Regions from separate parts of the Mus musculus genome. Here region 2 is linked to region 1. Evidence: chromatin contacts called from public capture Hi-C data. All regions are on one chromosome and are shown on one strand. The core of a region is the stretch at or near the end of the contact, and the rest is flanking DNA. Distances in the headings are between cores, read along the strand shown. Region 1 has its middle 35 kb from the start of 4930447J18Rik. Region 2 overlaps Peli2 (pellino 2).

Region 1 (3,313 bases), core at 305-2,804:
AATCGTGCGTATCCCACACTACAAGTGAAACCTAAAAGATCGGGGCTCACAAACTCTGAAACCCGCTTATCATGGAAAGCAACGTGAGTCCTACAGCTAAGCATTCAGGAAACGGGGAGACATCACGTCTGCGGCTGAGATCCAGCTGGGAGGGGTGAGGCAGGGCAGGGAATTAGGACAGTGGATATTTCAGTCACTCATATTGGTGACTTTGGCTATTTGAATTAATAGAGACCTTTTGTTGGGTCAGGTACTTGCTCTGCATTTGCAGACAGGCAATAAAAACCTGGCTTTCCTCTTCTTAGGGCTTGAGTTAGGAAGGGAAGGGTATCTTAGCTTTTTACACATTCCAGTCTCATGCCCCAGGGAGATGGCATCAGTTTTGGAGAGCTGATAACGTCTTGTCAGAATTCAAGAGCCACTAAAATGATGTAATACAAACATTAAAAACAAAAACAAAAACAAAGGCCAGAGAAACCAATTTATGTGTTGTGCATTTCTGACCATACTTTTTAAGTACAGAAGAAAAATGATAAATATTATTAAAATATCATACAGTTCCAGAGGGAGCCCAGAACCTCTTAGACAGTACATTTATGTTATGCTATAAAACATCTCTCTAATTTTGGCAGTGGATTTTTTGAAATAGTTTTTGGAGTTTACAGGAAAAAAATGTTTTGTGCAACGTGAATTCCTTATCTCATCTGAACCGGGACCTGCTGCACAGTGAGGCTTGTCACATTTACTGCATCTCACATGTATGCCAGGGGCAACCAGGCTGTTGCTTAACGAGGATGTATAATAGCTAATCGCATTTTGGGCCGTTGGTTTGTCACTGTGATGGTGCCAAGTAATGGCTTTAAAAGTGAAGCAATGAGGCCAATTCTGACTCACTCATGAGCCTGCAAACCACAAAGCAGCCTGTTTCCCTGTAAACCACAAAACAGCATGTTCCCAAAGACTCTGGCTCACAGCATACTAGACCCTGTCCACTGCTAGATTCATTTAAAGTCTGTGTCTGGAATATATTAGGGACTTTTTTTTTAATGTCATTCATCTATTGTTGTAATTCTCAGGTAATACCCACTCTTTCCCACACTTAGCTCCTAGCACCTGCAAAGACGGAGCCTGCCCGTGAGGAAAGCAACATTTAACCGCCCTAATTAGTGGCTTCAGATGGAAGCATCTCCAAGGTGCTGGGATTCTGAGATTTACACCCCGCTCCTTTGAGACACTCTGCAAGCTGGTGTATAATTTGTAAGCACATAAAGAAAGAGAATGCTCAGAATATAGTATCCAGGGTCCACCTATTTCTATTTGTATTTATTAAGTTCTTTGTAAATCTCAATTTAGCTGATGTCTTCTGACTCAAAATGCAGCTCTTGGTGAAGGAGTTGGTGTGAGGCTGTGCAAGGAGAGTCACAGCAGCATCATTATCAGACTATAAATATTACAAAATAGAACAGACTGGAAAATGGAGGGAAAACGAAACGTGGACCAGAATCTGTGACTCAGCAAATTCTCTCATGCACGATATATTGCAAGAAGCACTGTTCAATCCTCGCTCTGCACACACTTCCCTCTTCGTTTCTTCGTTTTTGTCAGTAATGAAATGTGTGGAGTGTGTGTGTTTGTGGGTACAGTTTCACTCTTCAATGCTTTATCTACTAGAAGTCTCCTTGAGGTTGTCATAATATGTGACAATTATATTTCATTTTTCAAGATCAAAAAAGTACATGGAAAGGCTGGTGGCCCACTGAAAATCGTTCTCTCTGGAGGGTATCCGGTGGCTGCCTACCTGTAACAGTGGCTTTCTCACCTGGGTCCAAGCCCTTGGTTTTGAGATGAGTGTTCATGTTGGCAGATCTCTCCAGTTCCCACTTGCCTTCTCCCCTAAGCTTGGTTTTTCTGTATTTTTTTTCCTCCAAATACTATTTTGTTACAACATGTGGGGTTTTTTGGGGGGTGGGGGGAGTATCTTGGGTTTGGTTTCAGTCCAGACACTCAGATTCCTGTTGGCACCATATTCTAAACCTGTGAGCCATTCTGTACCACCTTGGCATCCCTCTGAGGCTCAAGGCACCCTGGCTTCGTCATGGAGGAAACTTTGGTGCAAAATGACACTGAGGTGACATTTATAAGTTTCTCTAGGACATTACAATGTTAGTGATGAACTACAATGTAAAAGTTCCTTGTAGATCTGTCCTATTGCTGCACCAAGGAAAGGATCTAAGCTTTTCAACCCGATTCATGGCTTTGAATTTTGCTACCCCGGAAGCTTAGAAAGTATAAGCATGCAGTCAAAAGTGACAGGTTTGCATTCTTCATGCTTTAAGTCCAGGCCTGGCTTTGGAAATCTGAGGCTCTGGACCCTTGATGCCATCATAGTTTCTTAGATTTATACGATGTGAGTTTCCGTCACTCTTTCCTTCAGTTTTAGGATGTTTTACATTTGAGAATCTCAGCTGCTATCATTATTTGACAGTGTTCCTTATCATGGCTGTAGTGACAACTGGGAAGGTGGCCCTCTGCCCAGTGACTCTTTCTGCTGATATTTGGAAAATAGTTGCTTCGCATTGTGGTGAAATAGAAACTTACAGATTCTTTAGAAAGTCAGTTGTGTCAGATGGTGTTTTGCTGGGGCAGACTCGGAAAGGAGTGTTTTCCTGAAGTGGACACAGGTGAAAAAGACACATGATAAAAGATTCTTCACTAATGACGACACACATATGTTAGTTCACCTTACATTATGTAACTAAGCCCAGTTTGCCATGACCCCATTAAAACAAAAGAAAACAAAACAACAACAACAACAACAACAACAACAACAACAAAAAGCCAAAAAACTTGTGATGCTGTTCTGGTGACTCCTTGCTACTTTCACAGACTCAGGCCAATGGACAAAATAATATCAGCTAATACATATTCATGTGAAGTTTTACTAGGACAGCCTCACCTACTAAGACAAGACACATGATAAGACAAAACCCATAAAAGACACGTGATATTTAAAAGAAACATAAATAGAACTCAACAGACAACGAGGAGGACTTACTTACATAACTAACTTTACAACACTTCTTGGTCTCAAGTCTTCCCTAACCTTCACTTTGTTAAAAAAACAAAAACAAAAACAAAAACAAAAACAAAAACAAAAACAAAAAGACACAAGGAAAAACTTCTCCTAGTTAACTGTTCCTGCTGACTCCCGTCGATTCGGATAAGGCCTGAGCAACTCTGCCAGGCCGTGCCATCACTACTGACTCATGTGTACTATCCCGACACTACTAAGCCAGAATACTAATATATTCAC
Region 2 (3,313 bases), core at 447-2,946, 330 kb after region 1:
TTGGAAATTGGAGGCACAGTGTTGCCTGTATTAACAGGTGAATGCAATGGATGACAGAAATGCCCTTTTAAAATAAAACTTCCAAGATTGGAAAGTCAAATCAATAGGATGAATGCCAAGTGATATTATAAATGATTTCCCTCCTTAAAGTAAGTGTTCCTTGAAAAGCCTGTTGGTCACTATTTGCGCATGATAACCTCCTAAGCCTCCTGTGTATTCTGGTTTCTGAAGAAGCTACTGACAGGTCTGTGTTTACTGAGCAGTTTGATCCCCAAGCTAAAATAATAGCTAGATTAGCCAATCTCTTTAAGTTTCTTTGGTTGTTTACACATTTGTGCCTTATTTTTATTTATCATCTTTCTCTGCTCTCATGCAATGGAGAGGACTGACTGACCTTCCTTCCTTCCTTCCTTCCGTCCTTCCTTCCTGGAGATGGTTTCCCTTTTTTTTTTTTTTTTTTTTTTTTTTTTTTTTTGAGACAAGGTTTGTCTGTGTAGCCCTGGCTGTCCTGGAACTCACTCTGTAGACCAGGCTGGCCTCGAACTCAGAAATTCACCTGCCTCTGCCTCCCAAGTGCTGGGACTAAAGGCATGCGCCACCACACCCGGCCCCTGGAGATGGTTTCTAATAATGTCTTTTAAGGTTTTACTTTCATAGATGGAACTTTAAACATCTGAGTTCTATTTTGCATAGGTCGTAAGCTATAGGAGGATTTTGATTTAGTGTACATCACAAGGCGTCTCTGTGCTTTCTTGCATTAGCTTGTAACACTTTCTTAGTCTGCATTAGCTTGTAACACTTTCTTAGTCATGTTGAACATGACCGCAACTCTTAGGACCCACGTGGGCAGTGCTCTCCCTGTCCATGGTCTGTTCTCACTGTCTCAGAGCCACACTGCCGTGAGCAGTCCTCAGCTCTGGTGAGCTAAGTCCCCTCACCTGCTTCTCCCAGGGTCCTTAACTGTTCTGGCTTTGTTTCTCTTAAGTTGACAGATGCCACCAAAAGACACTTTGAAAATTTGATAGGGATTACATGTAATTGGTAGATTAATTGGAGGTAAGGATTATCTCATTGAATCTGCCTGTTTCAACAGGATCTCCACTTAGGTTGTTTTTTTATGATATGGTTTGTTTCTGTAAAGACCTTCAATAGCTTCAAAAATTAGAATTTGATTACCAAAGGTTACAATAGCTGACAGAGCACTCCTGTGTTGTATAGTTTCTGTTGGTAAAGGAAATGCCATTTCTGTATGTATGTGTGTTTGTGTGTTGTGTGGTGTGTATGTACATATGTGTGTATGTATAGTTACTGATTCCTTTTTTACTCCTGTTTTTCTCAAATAAGCAAAGTTTTTCTTTACATTATGAATTTACTATGTTACAGATAATACATTAAACAAAATGTATTTCATTTAATGATCTGGGTCTACAAATTATGGTATTTGTATTCCTAATATGTATACTTTTGCTAACATATTTTACTTATATTCAAAGAAGTAGATTTTTTTTACTTCACTCTTTGTTTTAAATATCTTTTCTTAAATTTTACTAATTTCTGCTCATATCGCTTCCTGACATAATTCTCTAAGCAAACAGAATATTATTAAAGTTGTATGTGAGAGCCAAGAGTCTCTGTGTTGCTGACTGCCCACAGTCTTTCTCATGAGAGTGGTCATGTGATATGGTTGAGTCATCTGAGCGTCTGTCCCTACCCACATACCCATATTTGGAAACTGAGCACGGCCCTTCTGCTTGGTCCCTGATGTTCCCTTCTGTTTTTGTTTAGGCAGGAGGCATTTCAGCCGGGCTTCTTGTAATCGCCTTACATCGGGGCATAAGCAGAGTCAGCCTAAAGGACCTAGAACCGTGGGGTTGGTCCTGCTATCGTGGATGAGAGTTAATTAAAAATTAAAGCTTAATTAAAAATCATTACTGCTGGGAAAAATCAAGAAGGGAGATTTTGTGTAGGATAATACATTTATAAAATTACTCTGCCCCCCCCCACACACATACACACACTGTTGATTTCTCAGGGCATGTGCAACAGTGAACTGGCATTTCTAACAAGTATGGGTGGCATCTCATACAAATAACTATACTGGCCACTGCTCCAGGATCCAGGGACTGAGCCCGACTGCAAGTTCTGCCTAGGCTTGTTTGGGTAACTGTGATGACTCCTTCCTGAAGTTCACCTTTGAAGGAACTCTGCCTTGCATGGGTGGTGGCATTGAGTAGACTCACTTGGTAGATGAGAGGGTAGTACCGAGCTGCCATTTCTGTCAGTCATCGGCCAAGTGGTAACGCAGGATTCTTTTAGATGAAGGATGGTTTGTAGCCCTGTGCTCTATCTGAATCTCCTCTTGCTCTGTAGAGTGAATTTCACATGTATTCAGCCATCATTTTCAAAGGCCTCCCATACAGATGTTAACTTCCAGGGAGGAAGGAAAAAACAATTTCCTTATATGTTTGATTGAGTTGTGTTGGTAGGCTCCACCTAAAGCCATTGTTTGCATTGCCTGCAGGTGCAGTAAATCATTGCTTTTGCACTGCAAGCTTCTCCCAGGGCTGCCTAGTTGCTCTGGGTTTATGGGGAGGCAACAAGGGAAATTCAGTTTTAGTTAGTTTACTTTTTGTGGTGTTGAGAATTATACCATGATCTTCATGCAAGTGCTCTGTCACTGAGCTAATGTCAAGGGGTGTTTAACCAAGAGTCCAGCTTGCAAATAGTGTACAGCAATCTCATCTGCCTGCAATCAGTTCATATTTTTTTCTACAGAGGTTAAAGTAACTAAAAAAAAATGGAAGAGACTTTTTTAAAAAAAGATTTATTTGTTTATTTTATGTATGTGAGAACTGTAGCTGTTGTTGTTGTTATGGTTTGGTGTTTTTGTCTTGTTTTGCTGGTCTCACGGTTGAACAGTTAAAAGGACAGAGCATTGACTCAGAGTGTGATAAGATAGTTAAACTATAGTATGTTTGAGCTTCTTTGTTGGCTTTATAATTTATTAAAGATTATTGAGGATCTCTTGGGATACCCAGGTAATTTTGAGCAAGAGGAATACAGTCCTTATCCTGGGCAGCCTTGTGACCTGGTCACATCTCATAATCTGGGAATCACACTGCTGTTTTGGAGCAAGGCTGTGGCTTTTTTCACACTCTAAGCAAAGAGAAAACCAACTTCAACTGACAGTGCCTTTCCAGCTGAGTCTCCCAAAGAAGAATTTGGGGTCCATGTGTCTAATGGGGAGCTGCACAGGCAGAAGCTTGACTCCTGTTCTTCCTTGGCAAGGGTTAGGTGGGAAGCACAGCAGGAA

The links. Capture Hi-C pulls out chosen DNA fragments and counts their contacts.
Region 2: a capture Hi-C map of bone marrow-derived macrophages shows a contact between it and region 1, with 9 times the contacts expected there. The contact joins two enhancer-like sites. A contact is called at or near these places in 1 of 39 promoter capture datasets (cranial neural crest), 1 of 115 datasets of contacts at active chromatin or transcription factors (fibro-adipogenic progenitors) and 4 of 9 other capture datasets (adipose tissue, bone marrow-derived macrophages, liver and 1 more).

What each region holds. Positions count from the first base shown.
Region 1 is chr14:47,862,392-47,865,704 of GRCm38.p6, forward strand. No RefSeq gene overlaps it. Among named protein-coding and RNA genes, the nearest start is that of 4930447J18Rik, 35 kb to the right of the region's middle. Within about 2 kb of position 1,555, at least 83 of the 459 cell types and tissues checked have an H3K27ac peak or open chromatin away from gene starts, as enhancers often do. A contact at or near this core is called in adipose tissue, bone marrow-derived macrophages and fibro-adipogenic progenitors, where this site is marked.
Region 2 is chr14:48,187,820-48,191,132 of GRCm38.p6, forward strand. The region is part of intron 2 of Peli2 (pellino 2); the gene reads left to right. Among named protein-coding and RNA genes, the nearest start is that of Gm52144, 16 kb to the right of the region's middle. Within about 2 kb of position 1,697, at least 56 of the 459 cell types and tissues checked have an H3K27ac peak or open chromatin away from gene starts, as enhancers often do. A contact at or near this core is called in adipose tissue, bone marrow-derived macrophages and fibro-adipogenic progenitors, where this site is marked.